4 separate regions of the Sus scrofa genome follow, and regions 1, 2 and 4 are each linked to region 3. A link is a contact called in public Hi-C and HiChIP or PLAC-seq data. All regions are on one chromosome and are shown on one strand. Each heading gives the region's core, a stretch centred on a gene start, on an enhancer-like site or on the middle of the called end of the contact. The rest is flanking DNA. Distances are from core to core; before and after follow the strand shown. Region 1 holds the start of TOM1L2 (TOM1-like protein 2). Region 2 holds the start of GID4 (glucose-induced degradation protein 4 homolog). Region 3 holds the start of RAI1 (retinoic acid-induced protein 1). Region 4 holds the start of COPS3 (COP9 signalosome subunit 3).

Region 1 (3,801 bases), core at 104-2,603, 200 kb after region 3:
GGGGCTGAACTGGGCGTGGCGCCAACGCAGGTCTTCCCGAGGGAAGCCTCACGCTCTCTGCACCTGCACACCCCTCATATCCGCACGTTTTAAATCCTCTTTAACGTACACACCCCGTCAACGACCTCGGCACTTCAAAGGTGCAGAGCTTCTTACTGCACAGGAGCCAGAAAAAGGGAAAAAGCTCCCCCCAAGTCCACGGGTCCCTCCGACAGCTGACGGGAGTTGGCTTCCCAACTGAGAAATGAGTTTCTGGAATCAGGATGCAGCGGGGGAGCAGCTGAGGAAGAAGGAAGGGGCAGCAGTGGGCACGGGCCAGAAGAGACTCATCCAGCGCCCAGTCCGTCACCACGTCGGAGCCCCCACACCACGGACACGAGAAAGGCTCCCAAACGCCCGCCGGCCCACCCGAGATGCCTCAGGGCTTTCCCAGGCCCCGGCAAGGCTGAAAAGTAGGCAGAAAAGAACCACGTCACCACTGACCCAGCCAGGCTGGCGAGGACGCCAAAGGTCCCTGCTCACCAAAGACGTTGTTCCAGACCTTCCTCCAACCAGCAGGATCCAGTTTTCAAAGAAACCAATCAACACTCTTGACCGAGGGCACTCGGCCTAAGCTCCAGCCTCGGCTGGAAAGGCAAGTTGCTTTTTGCAGCAAGCAGAGTCCACTGGCCCCCGGCCCTCTGGTGGTCCTCACCCACACCTCGGGCGCTCCCCCGGGGATGCTGGTCATCCCGGCGCCCACACAGGCTCAGGCCGGCGAGCACCCCTCTATCTGTCCCCGAAGATTTCCGCGTTGGCAAATGTAAGAACGCGCGGAAGCAACAGCCGGGGGCAGGGACGAGCACAGGGGACATCAGCTCCCGCCTCTGACAGACGGGGCACTTCAGACCGGACCGGGCAGTGACTCGCACAAGGTCACAGGGGGTCGGCGGCCAGGCCCCGCGGGCGCCCCGCGAGCAGGCCGCCCCCTTTCCCGAGGTGGGGCAGGTTGCCCCCCACCGTGTCCTCAAGAGCGCGCCGGCCTCCCGCTCCCCCGAGGGCTGCTCGACCCCGGCCGGCGCTGTCGCGGGGGGGAGGGGGGTGCTGGGCCCTGCCGCGCAGGGACGCGCGGAGCCTCGCCCAGGCCTCGGGGCGCCGCTGTGGGGGCCTTACCGAGGCACTGCCCCACCGGGGTGCTGAACGGGTTCCCCAGGAGGAACTCCATCTTGGGCGGACGGCTCGGCAGGGGCCGGAGCGAGTCAGCCGCCGGGTCTCCGCGTCCCCCGCCGCGCTCCCGGCCAGACTGACACTTGCCCCCGCCCCACCCTCCGGAACGCCGGCGCCCGTCCCAGCCCCACCCCGCCACGTTACTATTGGGCGACGGCTGCCCTGCCCTCTTCCGATTGGCCCCTACACCTCCCTCAGCGAATCCCCGCCCACCCTGCCGCGTCCGATTGGGCGGGGTCGCGAGCTAGGTCACAGGAATCTCCGTCACCTCCCCTGGCCCGCCTCCGAACGAAAGTCTGTGTATGTTGATTCACCTGTATATTGGTCAATCGAAGGAGTCCTTACTGTTATTGGGCAAAAGACGAGTCAGTCACGTAGGTAGGGGGCGGGGATACCAAGTTCCCCGCCCGTAGAAACCGCTGATTGGACAAGTATTTGTTTTCTCTACAGCGGATTGGTGCCGGGAGGCTTTCCCCGCCCAGAAATGTGATCACGTGGCCGTCAACTTTCACCCAGGATGTCTAGCCCCAGACTCTCCCTAGCAACGGAGTGCGGCTCCTGGTTCCCCTAGCAACCGGTCGCTGAGGAAAGGAGCCCGCCGGGAACTGCGCAGAAGCTGAGAATCTGGGGCTGAAACTCAAAGGCTGCGGGAGGACCTGACCTTTTCCCGGAGGAGCCCGCCGGCCGCCCCACCTGGAGGAGGGCCCAGGCCCCCTGGCAGCCTCCTCCCGGCCTCGGTGGAAAAGGACCTGGGGAAACGTTCCCTCTGGGCACAGGCCCCAAATACACACAGGCCTCCAACCCAGAGAGAGGTACCCTGGCCTAGCGATACCTCTTCAAGAGGGCATCACGGACCCTCGCTCCCACCTCTCCACTGCCGCTAACTTGTTCCTCTTGCTTAGTTAGACCTAATCTTCCTCTTGGTGAAGACTTGTGGCTTTGGATGTGGATGCCGAGTCCATGTCTGTCCCTTCCCCAGCCTCAGTTTCCCTTTCTGGGAAATTAGGGCTTTAGGGCTCCCCTCTCTCATGGCTCCTGGAGCTGGCCTGTCATTTAACACCAAGTGTGCACTGGCACCCAGTGACATAGGGTAAATGGTGCGTTTTCTCTTTCTGATTCATGGCCAATAGGGGCTCTATTTTTCAGGTCCAGTTGGACAATTGTTTTGCAGGACAATTCTGGATCTGGTTCTCTGTGAGGAGGCGACTGTGGTGACAGTGGGGTAAAACTCTCTGCGACTTCCCCCACCTACAACGACACTATTGTCAGGCAAGTCACCAAGGACCCTTGATGGGTGGTAGATTATAAACTCCCCGCAGCTGAGCTGCAGAGGCTACACAGAACACTGTGGGCACCAGGGCCGTGGCGAGGTCACAACCGTGGTTGTGGGGCCAAGAGGTGCAGCCTTGCTGGTGGGTGCCAGGCAGGCTGGGTGCCCGTGGGGCCCTGGAGCAGCCCAGGTGCGGCAGCCAAGGGTGGGAGGGGACCGACCTCAGAGTGTCCGTGGCCACCATGACGCCCCAGGGCGCTGTGAAAGGACCCCAGCCCGACCGCCAAGGGAGGCCGGGAAGCAGCCTGGGGAAGAGACATGGTGTTTTCCAGGGAGGATGAGCCGCCTGGGGGACGTGGAGCCCAGGGTGATCGACGACCACATGCTCAAGCAGGCCGTGGGGGAGCAGGGCCCCCAGGAGGAGGCTGGGCAGCTGGCCAAGCAGGAGGGCGTCCTCTTCAAGGACGTCCTGTCCCTGCAGCTGGACTTCCAGAGTGCGTATCCTGGCGGGGCGGGCGCCGGGCAGCCCCAAGTTCCTGCCCAGTCCGTGGTCCTGCCGGGGCAGGAGGCGCAGGACCAGCACCAGGGGCTGTAAAGCGCTGGGTGCCCTTAGCTCTTGAGCACCCAGAGCCCCCCGACTCTGAATACGAGCAGGAAAGGGGACATTCTCCCACTCTCCCACTCGTGGACCACTTGGGCAAGTTCCCAAGGGCGGGGGAGCTTAGGAAGGTGGGCCCGCGTGGTCAGGAAGGCAGGGAGGGGTGCCGCGCTGGGGAGAAGCTTCAGAGGAAGGGCCCGAAACAGGAGGGCAGGGCCCGCAGGAGCCAGGGCAGCCTGGTGGGAGACGTGCCTGCGACCTGGCAGATCCTGTGTCCCATCTGCGAGCCCGGGTGACGGCAGGCCCTGTCTCCCGCACGAGTTGGGGGACAAGGTGAGACAACAAGCCTGCTGCCGGCCTCACTCGGGGAGCCAGTGAGGTGGCACAGGGGGCAGGAGAGGTAGGCACGGGCCCTGCGACCCCCCCAGCCCGGTGCTGGCGGGCCTCGGCAGAGGGCACAGTGATTCTTGTCTCTGCTCTGCCCCGGCCTCCACGCTGGCCTGCGCTCATCAGTCGATAACAGGGGGCTACCGAGACATACCCGAGGCCGGGGTGCTGCGCCAGGCAGGCCGGGCCCAGCCTCACGAAGCCCTTGGGCTGCCCAGAGCAGCAGGCTTCAAGGGGTGGCAGGGTGGGTGTCAGGGGGGCTTTAGACCGCCTCCCGCTGCCCCTCCCCCCCCCACTGTGTACCACGTGCCTCTTCTAGGCCGGGGGCTGCTCTGGGCAC
Region 2 (3,732 bases), core at 229-2,728, 240 kb after region 3:
GAGGGCAGACTAGTGGAAATCACTGATGTGGAACAGAAAAGAGAAAAAATATCGAAAAGAAATGAAGACAGTCTAAGAGAACTCTGGGACAATGTTAAACACACCAACATCCATATTATAGGGTTGCCAGAAGGAAAAGAGAAAGGAACAGAAAAAATATTTGAAGATATAATAGCCGAAAACTTTCCTAACATGGGAAAGGAACCACTCCCTCAAATCCAGGAAGCACAAGGAGTACCATATAAAATAAACCCAAGGAGGAACACCCCAAGACATGTACTCCTCAAACTGACTAAAATTAAAGCCAAAGAGAAAATAATGAAAGCAGCTAAGGAAAAGAAACAAATAACATATAAGGGAACCCCGATAAGGTTATTAACAGATTTTTCAGCAGAAACTCTGCAGGCCAGAAGGGAGTGGCACGATATACTTAAAGTGATGAAAGGAAAAAACCTCCAACCAAGATTACTTTACCCAGCAAGGCTTTCATTCAGGTTTGAAGGAGAAATCAAAAGCTCTACAGATAAGCAAAAGCTAAGAGAAATCAGCACCACTAAACCAGCTTTACAACAAAGGCTAAAGGAAATCACCTCTGCTCTTACCCTAAAACCCTCTCCCCAGAAGCAATGAAAGAGCCACTACCTTTTAAGCTTCAGAGTCGCAAGTGTAGGAAGAAGGCACGGAGTGTCAACTCCCTAGTAGAGATAGCAGGGGTTGTGGGAGGGCAGTAGGAGGAAGGGCCAGACATCTGCGGACAAAGTGGCCGGGATGGACGACTGAAAGCCTGGGCTCTGGGCTCCTTCAGTGCCAGGGTCGCAGGGACACAGAAAGCCCGGCAGACCCGGCCCTTGCCTCACAAACCTCTCAGAGAGTCTGCTCTGTGACCTTGGCGCGATCCTGACCGAGAATCCTAATATCCCCTGTCGGAGAACAGGAATGACATCTGCTTCCCTAAGAGAAGGGACGAAAGCCGCAGTGCAAAAGCAAACGACTGTCTCCAGCCGCGACGCGCGTGTGCCCTGGGGCGGTCCCTGCCCTTGGGGCGGGGGACTTTCCCCCCGACCTATGACCCTGCTCTGCCACACCGCCCTGCACTGCCCACCCCTCAGCCCGGCTCGGACCTGGCCTCCCTCACCTGCCGGGGGCGCGTACGCCCGGGCGGGGGTCGGGGGACTGGGCCCCCGCCCCTCGGAGGCGATGAGGCCACCCCGGGGCCGGTTCAGGAGGCGGCGTCCCCCGTCCCGCAGCCGGAGGCAGGTCCTCCACATCGCGCGGGGACCTGGGAGGACGACCGCGCAAGATCTGAGGGCAGGACACACGGGACGTAGCGACCTCGCCGCGCACTCGGGACACACGCAGCTTCTCACCGGCCGCCGGCGTCCTCAGCATCCCTGGGCGCCGCCATGTTGTGCACGACACTCGCGGCGCGCCGTCGCCGCGCTCCCCCGCACGCCGCAGCCAATCAGCATCACAAACGCCTCGGCCCCGCCCCCGCACCGCACCTCCGGAAGAAGACTACAAGTCCCAGAGAGCCTCGGCGCCTGCCACGTGCTGTCTCCGCCCGCCAATGGGCGGAAGCGCAGTGCCAGCCTGCTCCCGCCCCACGGCGCGCCCAAGCCAATCGGAAGGGGTGTGTGTGCGAGCGCAGGCGGGGAGGGGGCTCGCTCAGGACCCGGAGGCCCCGCTCGCAGGTCCCGGGGTCCCGGTGGCGGCCGGAGCGCTCGGTCCGCAGGCGGCGGGCAGGTGGACCCCTCCCGCCCCACGCGCGCGCTGGCCTGCCCCCGGCCGCCCTCCTCGGCTCCCGCGCGGCGGCGGCGGCGGTTCCTCCCCCTCCCCCAACCCTGGCTCCGGGGGACCCCGCGATGCCGGTCCGCACCGAGTGTCCCCCGCCGGCCGGTGCCTCGGCCGCTTCGGCCGCCTCGCTCATCCCGCCGCCGCCCATCAACACCCAGCAGCCCGGCGTGGCTACTAGTCTGCTCTACAGCGGCTCCAAGTTCCGCGGCCACCAGAAGAGCAAGGGGAACTCGTACGACGTGGAGGTGGTGCTGCAGGTGAGTGCCGGGGCCGGGCCTCTCGCGGCGCCCACGGGCCGGGCCTCGCCGCCGCCGCCTCGAGCCCGCGGCCGCCGACAGGCCTTCGGTCGGCCTCCCCCGCCCCGGCCTGCCCGGAGCCCCACCGGGCCCAAGCCGGCAATCGGCCGCCTCAGACCCGGCCCTTCTTCCCTGTGGCCTGTCGCCCCAGGACCAGCTCTTCCTCCAGCCCCTCTCCGACCCTGTCGAGCTCTCCAGTGGCTTCCCCTGATTCGGGACCCTCCCAGACCCGAGGCGTGCCTCCTCGCCACGCTTTCCTCGTCCCCCCGGGAAGCCTCAGGCCCTGGGGCCCGCCTCCTCCTGCTGGGATTTCCTCCTTGTCAGAGCTTAGTCAGCCGCCTCCCTCCGTCGTCCCCTGAGCCCGAGACCCCCCCCCCCCCAGCCCACCCTGGTTCCTGCCCCACCCCTCAGGCCGGGCCCTCTGAGTCTGTTGGGAGCTGGCCTGGGAGCCTCTTCCTGGCCAGGCCTCCTGCCCAGGCTTCTCAGAGTCCCTTCCCCGGTTCCCTGGCCACTTCCAGTCCACTCCCAGTCTCTCTGGCCTGTCTGCCCAGACCTCCCCGTCCGGTATCTGTGTTCTCCTCCTTCCTGGTTCCAGCAGACCTGCTTTCTGTCTTCTTGGCTTTTATCTACACAGCCAGGACCTCCTCCAGGTCTCTGATACCCAAGTACTGGGAAACGTTACTCACCCAGCGTTATTTCTCATACGCTGTTTCCTTCCCCGTGTTGACCTGGATCCCCGGATCCTTCCAGTTGGAGGCCAAGCGGAAATTCTGACCTGCAGGGAGAGGGTGTCCACCCCCTCCCCCATGTGACCTGGATCGCAGAGCACCTGCTGCCGGCCCCCAGTGGCTTTGGAACTGCAGCTTCACTGGTCCTGGCCCTTTCCTGCACCGCACCCCTCTCCTGCAAATGGGAGCACACTTGATAGCAGTGGTTAAAGCTTCTTTTTATCTCTTTTCCTAGAAAATTGTTCCTTCTCTTCAGCCACCCTGGCCTGCACCAGGACCCACCTACCCTCTGCCTCTGCCCCTTTGTCTTTAGCCTGATACCCCACCCCCTAGGCTGCCTCCAAAAGCCCCCTGAAGTCTGTCCCCTTGAAAGTCCCTCCAGCAGCTTCGAGTCCTGGCTGCTGCCTTCTGCTCCCATGAGTGAGCACAGAACGCAGGATGTGTCTTTTCCTTCCCCTTGTCCTTTGCCCTCTGATAAATTTGAATCTTAAGACGGCCTCTCTTTGGAGCCAGTAGGACTCACAGCAAAGGGACCTTTTTGTTGTTGTTGCTCCCGGAGTATTCCTCAGCCTCTGTTCTCTTGCTGCGTTGTGGGAATAAGTAACTCCTTGTGATGGGGAAAACCCTGCCGCCACGTTCATCGTCTCTCTGGTCTATAAACCGGCACGTCTGAGATAAGCCACGATGTTTGTTGTAGTTGTGCACGCGTTGGGCTCCGTTATTTCAGTCTTTGGGACCCGCCTAGAGTGGTCATCTCCACTCTCTTCTGCCTCAAGTGAGAATGTGATAGGAAGGTACAGCTTTGTACCCTTTGCAATTAACCGTAAGATTCCGGAGGTGAGACCCCCTGGCGTGGAGCAGGTCTGGAAAGATCATGAATCTGAACGCATCTTTGGCTCTGATGGTTTGTGCCG
Region 3 (4,242 bases), core at 568-3,067:
AGAGCCTGGGGGAATGAAAGGGCCAGTCCCTCTCCTCCAGCCTGTGATCTAAAGCACAAACAGCGGTCCCTGCCTCCAGGTGAAACTCGCAGCACACCTGCCTCCTCTGGGCCTCCCAGGAACTCAGGAAGTAGGTGCTACTATTATCCCCATTTTGCAGATGAGGAAACGGAGTCTCAGCAGGGTAACTAGTTTTTCCAAAGCCTCCCAGCTGGCACAGAGGAGCCAGACTTAGAAACCGGGTCTGTCTCCCCCACAACAGGTGTTTCGAACTAGATTGAGAGAGCGCCGTCCACCCTGACCCTGCTTCCGTCGGCTCTTGACCTGCCCTCGGAGGTGGGTGGCCGAGCTGGTGGGAAGCGCTCTGGAGGCAGGTCTCGGCTGGGTCACTTTAGCCTGAGACCCTGAACAGATGACTTGGGCACCTGTGCCTCAGTCTCCCCATAAGTAAATTGTGAGGGGTTCCAGGATCAGAGGCAGTAACCTGTAGCAGGGGACAGTCCCTGTCACGGAGTAAAGCCACCGTGGCCACATGCCGCCTTACCTTAAGGGAAGGAGGCTGATGTCCAGGGGACCTCACGGCCAGCCCCAGGTCCCCTGAGAGCATCGATGCCTTGACACCCCTCCCCGACTCATAGGACCCAATGTGCCCTGAGGGTGGTGGGTGGGGTGGAGGGTCTTCTGCCTGAGCTGGCTGAGCGAGGCCTTGGAGGGGGACTGTCATGTGTCCGGAAGTTCACTCATTCATTCAACAATCCTCCCCTTAGGCTGAGCCAGGGGCACTAGAACTGCATCCAGATTCCTCCCGGGGCCCTGGGGTAGCCTTGAAAACCTTGGTCCTTTGCGTGGTGTGCCCACTGCCTGTCCTCTGGTTGCCAATAAGCTCTCTCCTGCCTCAGGGCCTTTGCACTTGCGCTTCCTTCTGCCAGGAATGCTGTTCCTGGCTCTGCCAGGAGGGTTCCTTCCTGCCAGTCCGTTCCCCGGGCCTCCTCCCCGCCCCACTCAGCTTGGTAGCCCCTATTCCTCCCTTCACCTGCTTCTTTTCTTCCTAGCACGCATCACTCCCTGGAATTATCTTCGTGATGTGTGCAAGCATTTGTATGCTGTCTGTCTCTTCCCGCCAGGATGCCAGCTCCGTGATGGCAGGGACCGCTTGTCTCTGCTGCGTCTGCGCCCAGCAAGGTGCCAGCAAGCGAGGAAATCTGTTCGCAGCCTCTTGAGTTTAGAGGTCGCAGTGCTTCCCAGACTGCAAAGCGGAGGGCACGGAGGGCCGCGGACCCGGCCGGAGGGCGGGAGCGCTGGACGGCCGGCCGGCCGGCCGGCCGGGGCAGGGCCGCCACCTCCGCCGGAGGTTCCAGCCCCGACCCCAGGCCGCCGAGACCTTGAGGCCTCCCCGGGGTCCCCCGCCGAGCCCCCTCCCCCCAGGCCCGCGGGCGAGCGCGCGCCGCCAGGGGGCGCTGTCGGGGCGCGAGGCCCACCTGGCGCCCGGGCGGCGAGCGAGCGCAGCCAGGCGGCCGGGAACTTTTCTCCCCGCGCTCTCGCCGCCTTCTCCCCCCGCGCGCCGCCCGCCGCCCGCTCTTCCTGCGCGGAGGGGACCGCATTTCCCCGCGGCCCTGCGACGCCAGCAGGCCCGGCGGTGCGCGGCCAGGGCTCGCTCCCCGCGCCCCGGGCGCCGCCCCCGCCCGCGGCTGCGCTCGGAAGGCGAGGTGCGGAGCGAGGCGCGGCCCGGGCGAGAGCGCGCCGAGCAGGCCGCCCTGCCCGCCGCCCGAGCGCGGGCGCGAGGAGGGGGCGCCGCGGCCCACCCTCCTTCCTGCCTGGCCGCGGGCCGGCCGGGCCGCCGCGCCCCGACCCCCATGGCCGCCCGGGCCTCCGGGCCGCGAAGTCACAGCTCCAGAGCCCGGGCCCCCGAGTGAGCGCGCGCCGAGGTGAGCACCCAGCGCCGGGGCGGGCGCGCGGGGGGCCGCGAGGAAGTCGCTTTGTGTGCGGGGGGCGCCAGGTTACCGGAGGGCCGTCCCGGGAGCTGCGGGTGGGGGCGCCCCGCGCCGCGGGCCGGGGCCGGTGCGTGGCGTGGGGCGCGAGGAGCGAGGGTCGGGCGTGCGGGGGCAGTGCGCGCACGGTGGCGCGGGGGGTCCGCCGAGCGCGGGGTGGGGACCGGGCATTCGCACGGCGCGGGGGCCGGAGGCGAGCTTTGTGAGTGCGTCGGGGGGGGGGCGGGGAGCCGACTTCTCCGGGGGGGACTCGGGGCCTGGCGGGGCCACGGCGTGGGAGCCCGCGCCTCGAGGGCCGTGCCGGGAGGTGCGGCGCGCGGGGCTCTCGGCCGGACCCCCAAATGGGCAGCGGCGCCCGCGGCCTGTGCGCAGGCCGCGCGACCCGGCAGGAAGAGGCCCCGGAGGCCGGGGAGCCCGGACGCGGCCAGGCCCCGGGCGCGCGGGCCTTTCAGGGGTGACGTCACGGTGGGGGCTCCGGCCACGCGAGTCCCGCGTCCCCGGACGGCGGCGCGCCGGCCGAGGGCATGACCCGCTCCCGGGAGGCAGGGGACCCGGGGGGGGGGAGGACGCGGGGGCCGGGCGCCGGGCGGCGGCGTCGAGCGGGGGCGACGGGGTGGCAGGACGCGGGGGTGACATTTGGAGACTTGGTCGCCAGGGCCCGCCGCGGAGGGGCGGAGGGGAAGCGAAACACCAGGCAGGCCCGAGGCCGCGGCGGCCCCAGCTTCCTGGGCGCCTGTTTTCCCAGCGAGCGGTTTCCCTTCTTGGGCTCTCGGTCCGCCCCCAATCCACGCCGGGGGCCGGGGCCGGGGCCGGAGCGCGGCCCGAGCCGTGCCCGCCTCCAGGGAGCCCCCGAGGCGCGGGCGCCGGGGTCTCTGCCCTGAACCGAGGCCGCCGAGTGTAACAATGCGCTCTTGGGGGGCTGGGGGAGGGGAGGCAGCGCCGGAACGGCGACCCGGGCCCCGAGCCGCCCGGGGCCTCGGCAGGCGCCGATGCGGACCCACGCGGGACCCGTGCCGTTCTCCGCATCCGCCCCCCCCCCCGCGCCCCGTCTGTCGCGCAACGCAGCGGCGTGGTGGGGATTCAAGGGCATTGCATCTGGTTGCAATCCAGTTTCATGCCGCTGCTGGGCTGTTAAGACCTCGCGCTGACGTCAGAGCAGGGGAATTACTTTTTATTTTATCTTCTCTCAGTCGTCTGCTGCCCTGGGAGGGGAGCGGGGCGGGGGGGGTGTAGGCGAGCTCGGATGTGGAGGCGCCAGCGCCGTGGGCGCCCCAGGCCGCGGCTCTGCTCCTCTCCCGCCCCAGGCTCTGTTCAGACCTGGCTCTGCCCAGGGTCGGGCGCACCCTGGGTGGGGGCAGCCCTCGATGCAGACTCAGCGGAGGCCCCTCCCGACTGACCACACAGCTGCATTTCCAGAGGCTTCCCTGGGACGTGGCCTCAGGATCTGGAAGCTGGAACGCAATCTTCGTTTCCCACCCCTCCCCCATGACAGCCGGGGGTCTGAGGGCCCCCGGAGCTTCCTGCAGGGAATCCTTAGGAGAAGTGGCCTTCTGGGTGACTCAGAGGAGAAGACACAGACATTCTGGTTTGGGGGAGGCTCGACCCCAAACCTCTGGCAAGGGCTCTCACAGCCAGAAGCCTTGGAAGGAGGGCGAGTGTGCCAGGGGGTGGTGGAGGCCCAGAAGCCCACAGCCAGGCGCCTGTCTAGCTTCTAAACAGAAGGAGGTCACCTTCCTGGCAAGCGTCTTTCCCTCCCTGGAGACCAGGAGGGCCCCATAGGCAGGGCCCCTGCTCAATTCTCCTTAGACTCTTTTTTTTTTTTTTTTTTTTGGTGGCGCCCATGGCATGGGGAACTCACTGGGCCAGCCATCAAACCCGAGCCACGGCAGTGACCTGAGCCGCTGCAGTGACAATGCAAGGCCTTAACCCGTAGAGCCGCAAGGACACTCAGCATGATGAGACCACGGCTTCCAAAGTCACCTGTGACCTAAAGTGAGAAATAGGTTTTAGGTGACACTTCCATTTGCATCCGCTGTGTGTAACTGAAACACAGGTTTAGCGAACCCGTCTACCCTGTCTTGTCCCCTGATCTGGTCCTTTCTGTTCTGGTCTATTAGATTTTTTTCAAAAATTGCTTGCTGCGACCCACTAAATTGATTTCACCAGCCACTAATAGGTCCTACAGAGGGTTTGAAAAAAACAGGCCTAGAAAATGATCCTGCCTCGGAGTTCCTGTTGTGGCGCAGCGGAAACG
Region 4 (3,651 bases), core at 694-3,193, 150 kb before region 3:
TTCCCATGCCAGGGGTCGCATCCAAGCTGCAGCTGCCGGCCTCCACCACAGCCAGTCAACGAGGCTTCGGAGCCGTGTCTGCGACCTACACCACAGCTCACGGCAACTCGGGATCCTTAACCCACTGAGCGGAGCCCAGGATAGAACCTGCATCCTCCTGGATACTAAGGATTCATTTCCGCCACACCACAAAGGGAACTCCCAACTCATCATAATCCTATTAGCGATCTCACTGGCAGAAATGAGGCAGCTTCTTCCAGTTAAACAATCCACCACTTTAAAAACCCCCACTAATTCACATATGCTCGCAATGATTTGAATCACCCAGAAACAAGGATTTCTTTTTTCTTTTTTTGTCTTTTTGCCATTTCTAGGGCCGCTCCCGCGGCATATGGAGGTTCCCAGGCTAGGGGTTCAATCGGAGCTGTAGCCGCCGGCCTACACCAGAGCCACAACAACTCGGGATCCGAGCCGTGTCTGCAATCTGCACCACAGCTTACAGTAACGCCGGATCCTCAACCCACTGAGCGAGGCCAGGGATCGAACCCACAACCTCAAGGTTCCCAGTCGGATTCGTCAACCACTGAGCCACGACGGGAACTCCGAAACAAGGACTTCAAGTCCATTATTTCCCCTAGTTAACTAAGCAATCCTGAGTTGAGACCTAAGAGAAATGCTGGGTCGCCATGAAGCCACATGGCAGTGAGGCAGTGAAGCAGGGAGAGCAGACCTGAGTGTCATGAGCAGCATGTGAAATCTGCCCAGCCAGACGAGTGGCCAGAGAAAGCTGACACATTCCCTTCACTTAAGGTCCCCGTCAGAAAATCCTGAATAAGAGTAAACAGAAAGGCATTCACGTTTGCTATTCGGCAAAGAGGCACAGAAGGTGCCCCTGCCTGGCCAACTGCTCCTACAGCAGCAACTGCACAGAGCGTGTGTGCAAAGCTCGCAGCTGCCTGCCCCCCCGCGTGCTGCTCACAACCACCGCCTGAGTTCTGTTTTGCAAATAAGAAAACTGGCCCAGGGAAATTAGGCGGCTGGCACAGAGTGACTGAAACAGGACTCCAAGGCAAGGCGTCTAGGCACCCTGCACCGCGGGAAGCAGAAACTAAGGTCTGGGCACAAATGAGCGAATGGGTGGCTCCCAGGCTGTGCCTTAACTACCAACCTAACTCCTACCAGTAACGAGGGAAAGAAACAGAAGAGCGCGCTGAGCAGCGCGCCACAGCTCAGCTAACCTCGGGACGGCGAGCTGGACAGCACCTGCCCTGCGTACACACGGGGACAACACTCAGCAGAGGAGGGGTGCCTGTCCAAGGTCACGGGCGCTGCTACAGTTTGAACGGTTCCTCCCACTCAGCCCTAACAACTCAGCGGAGAGGGGCTATTTCACCAACAAGCAACGTGAGGCAAAGGACCTCACAGCAGCGGCCAATTACTTTAATTCCCGGCCAGGGCTCGATACTCAGGGGACGAGATGAACGAACCAACGGCGTGAAAATTAGAGGCAAAGGAACAACGGTCACGACCCCGCCCCCGGGAGGGAACCTGGAGCCAGAGCCCCCGAGGGTCGGGCGCCCCGAGGCGCAAGAGGGCGGGCTGCGCGGCCGGGTCGGAAGGGGCTGCGGGGAGCCGCGAGGTCGGGGCCCCGGCGGCGGGGGATGGAGGAGGGGGCCGGACTCCGACGGCGGGGGTCGGCGTGAAGGCGGAGGGGCCCCCGGCTCGCGCGCCTGTCAGCCCCGACGCCGAGCGCCGCGACCCCGGCCGAGCCCCGGGCGCCGGCCCGCGCCCACCGCCTCACCTTGGGCGGAGAGCTGGCGGACGCTGTTGACGAACTGCTCCAGGGCGGAGGCCATGTTCCCGGCGGCCCGGCAGCGGAGACGGCGCGCGCGGGACGAGGGCCGGCGACCCACCGAGGGCCTCGATGCGGTGACGTCACTTCCGCCGCCCCGGCCCCGCGAGATCTCGCCTCGCCCGGGGCGCTGTTTCCATGGAGCCGCTTCCGGTGCGGCCGCGCGGGACGCGGCTCGCCTTCCCTTCCGTCTCGCCGGTGCGCAGGTGAAACCGCTCCGCGTCGGTGATGGGACGGCGGACGAGCGAAGGAGCGCAATCCAGAGCTAGGCGCCCTCTTTCCGGGTTTCGCTGGGAAGGAGCCGCCGCTTTCCACCTGCCCGGATCCTTCAGGCCGCCATTCCTCCCTGAGGCTTTTCCTGTGACTCCGGCCGGGCAGGCAGCCTGGGCTCACCTCCCTCTTTTACCACTTAGTTGCCGCGTGACTTTGGGCGAATTCCTCGGCTGCTTTCCCTCGTTTCCCATCTGTAAAAGGCTCACGATGCACCACCCCGTAGGGCACTTCGAGCCGCGCCCAACACCTAGAGACGTGAGTCTTCACTCAGCGTAGACGCGGAATGGCCTGCATGGACCCGTCCCTCCTCCGCTGGTTCTCAGAGCGCTTTGTTCCTGTCACTTGCACTCTTGCGGAAATGTGTTCCGAACCCACCCCGTGTCCGTGGCTCATACAGGGCGTGAAGTTCCTTGAGGTCGGATACCTGTCTTACCCACCCCTGTTCCCCCTGAGGATTTAGCACAGGATTTGGTGCGTGATAGGGAATGAGTAAAGAAACATACCTTTTAAACTTCCTCCAACGCACATTTATTTCCTGAGCATCTGCAGTGTTCTGTGCCAGGCGCTAGAGATACACTGGACACAAGAATCCTCATAATCCACGGGCCTTGCAGCCAGCAAGCAAATAGAGACCCTAGCAAAGAGACCAGTGCTCTGAAGGAATGAAACAAGGTTCTAGAAGATGATACAACAAGGGAGCTTGGGGCTCAGCGGTTACAAACCTGACTAGTATCCCTGAGGACATGATTGGATCCCTGGCCTTGCTCAGCGGGTTAAGGATCTGGCATTGCTGTGAGCTGTGGTGTAGGCCGGCAGCTGCAGCTCTGATTCGACCCCTAGCCTGGGAACTTCCATATGCCACAGCTAGGGCCCTAAAAAGCCAAAAAATAAAAAAATAAAAAAGCAAAATACAAGAAAACAAAAACACAAGGAAACTGACCTACCCAGGGAATGACAGGGACCTTTTTTTCGTTTGGAGGAAAGGACACAGACTGATCTCTGAAGAACGAGTAGGGATTTCCCTAAGTGGGAGGAGCGTGTGTGCTTTCCCTGCACTGGGGGAGAGCACATGAGAGGGAGGAGGACAGGAGATGACAGTGGTTGGAGAGGGCAGTGCGACGGGGGTGGAAAGACAGGCAGGGACCACACCAGGTAAACGGTGTTTTGTTTCAAGGCCGCACCTGCAGTGTATGGAGGTTCCCAGGCTAGGGGTTGAATTGGAGCTGCAGCTGCCGGCCCACACCACAGCCACAGCAACTCAAGGATCCGAGCTGTGTCTGCGACCTACACCATAGCTCACGGCAACACCAGATCGTTAGCCCACTGAGCGAGGCCAGGGACCGAACCTGCAACCTCATGGTTCCTACTCTGATTTGTTTCTGCTGCGCCAGGACGGGAACTCCAGATAGCGGCAGTTTGAACAAAAAAGTTATTTGACTCAAAGTCAGCTTTTTGGTTGAGATTTCTAAATTCCAAATTTTTCCTCTCTAAGCCAAAGGCAAAACCTCTGTCTGAGGTTTGCTGCA

Evidence for each region. A called contact is a pair of places that touch in the nucleus more often than the background predicts. HiChIP or PLAC-seq counts read pairs in DNA pulled down with a chosen protein or histone mark.
Region 1: a contact with region 3 is called in an H3K27ac HiChIP or PLAC-seq map of skeletal muscle, with 8 times the contacts expected there. The contact joins the promoter of TOM1L2 here to the promoter of RAI1 in region 3. A contact is called at or near these places in 3 of 47 Hi-C or Micro-C datasets (embryonic fibroblasts, liver and skeletal muscle) and 2 of 2 datasets of contacts at active chromatin or transcription factors (alveolar macrophages and skeletal muscle).
Region 2: a contact with region 3 is called in a Hi-C map of embryonic fibroblasts, with 4 times the contacts expected there. The contact joins the promoter of GID4 here to the promoter of RAI1 in region 3. A contact is called at or near these places in 1 of 5 promoter capture datasets (liver), 8 of 47 Hi-C or Micro-C datasets (alveolar macrophages, embryonic fibroblasts, mesenteric adipose tissue and 4 more) and 2 of 2 datasets of contacts at active chromatin or transcription factors (alveolar macrophages and skeletal muscle).
Region 4: an H3K27ac HiChIP or PLAC-seq map of alveolar macrophages shows a contact between it and region 3. The contact joins the promoter of COPS3 here to the promoter of RAI1 in region 3. A contact is called at or near these places in 1 of 47 Hi-C or Micro-C datasets (liver) and 1 of 2 datasets of contacts at active chromatin or transcription factors (alveolar macrophages).

Annotation. Positions count from the first base shown.
Region 1 is chr12:60,649,705-60,653,505 of Sscrofa11.1, reverse strand. TOM1L2 (TOM1-like protein 2) reads right to left here and starts at 1,353. Exons shown (of 14, transcript XM_021068013.1): 1 at 1,153-1,353. The coding sequence starts at 1,204. DRC3 (dynein regulatory complex subunit 3) reads left to right here and starts at 1,685. Exons shown (of 12, transcript XM_021068003.1): 1 at 1,685-2,018; 2 at 2,378-2,475; 3 at 2,809-2,970. The coding sequence starts at 2,814.
Region 2 is chr12:60,615,347-60,619,078 of Sscrofa11.1, reverse strand. GID4 (glucose-induced degradation protein 4 homolog) reads left to right here and starts at 1,478. Exons shown (of 7, transcript XM_021068018.1): 1 at 1,478-1,659; 2 at 1,661-2,051. The coding sequence starts at 1,568. ATPAF2 (ATP synthase mitochondrial F1 complex assembly factor 2) reads right to left here and starts at 1,437. Exons shown (of 8, transcript XM_021068019.1): 1 at 1,136-1,437. The coding sequence starts at 1,268.
Region 3 is chr12:60,852,285-60,856,526 of Sscrofa11.1, reverse strand. It overlaps RAI1 (retinoic acid-induced protein 1), which reads left to right and starts at 1,817. Exons shown (of 5, transcript XM_021068026.1): 1 at 1,817-1,925.
Region 4 is chr12:60,999,546-61,003,196 of Sscrofa11.1, reverse strand. COPS3 (COP9 signalosome subunit 3) reads right to left here and starts at 1,943. Exons shown (of 12, transcript NM_001244149.1): 1 at 1,802-1,943. The coding sequence starts at 1,856.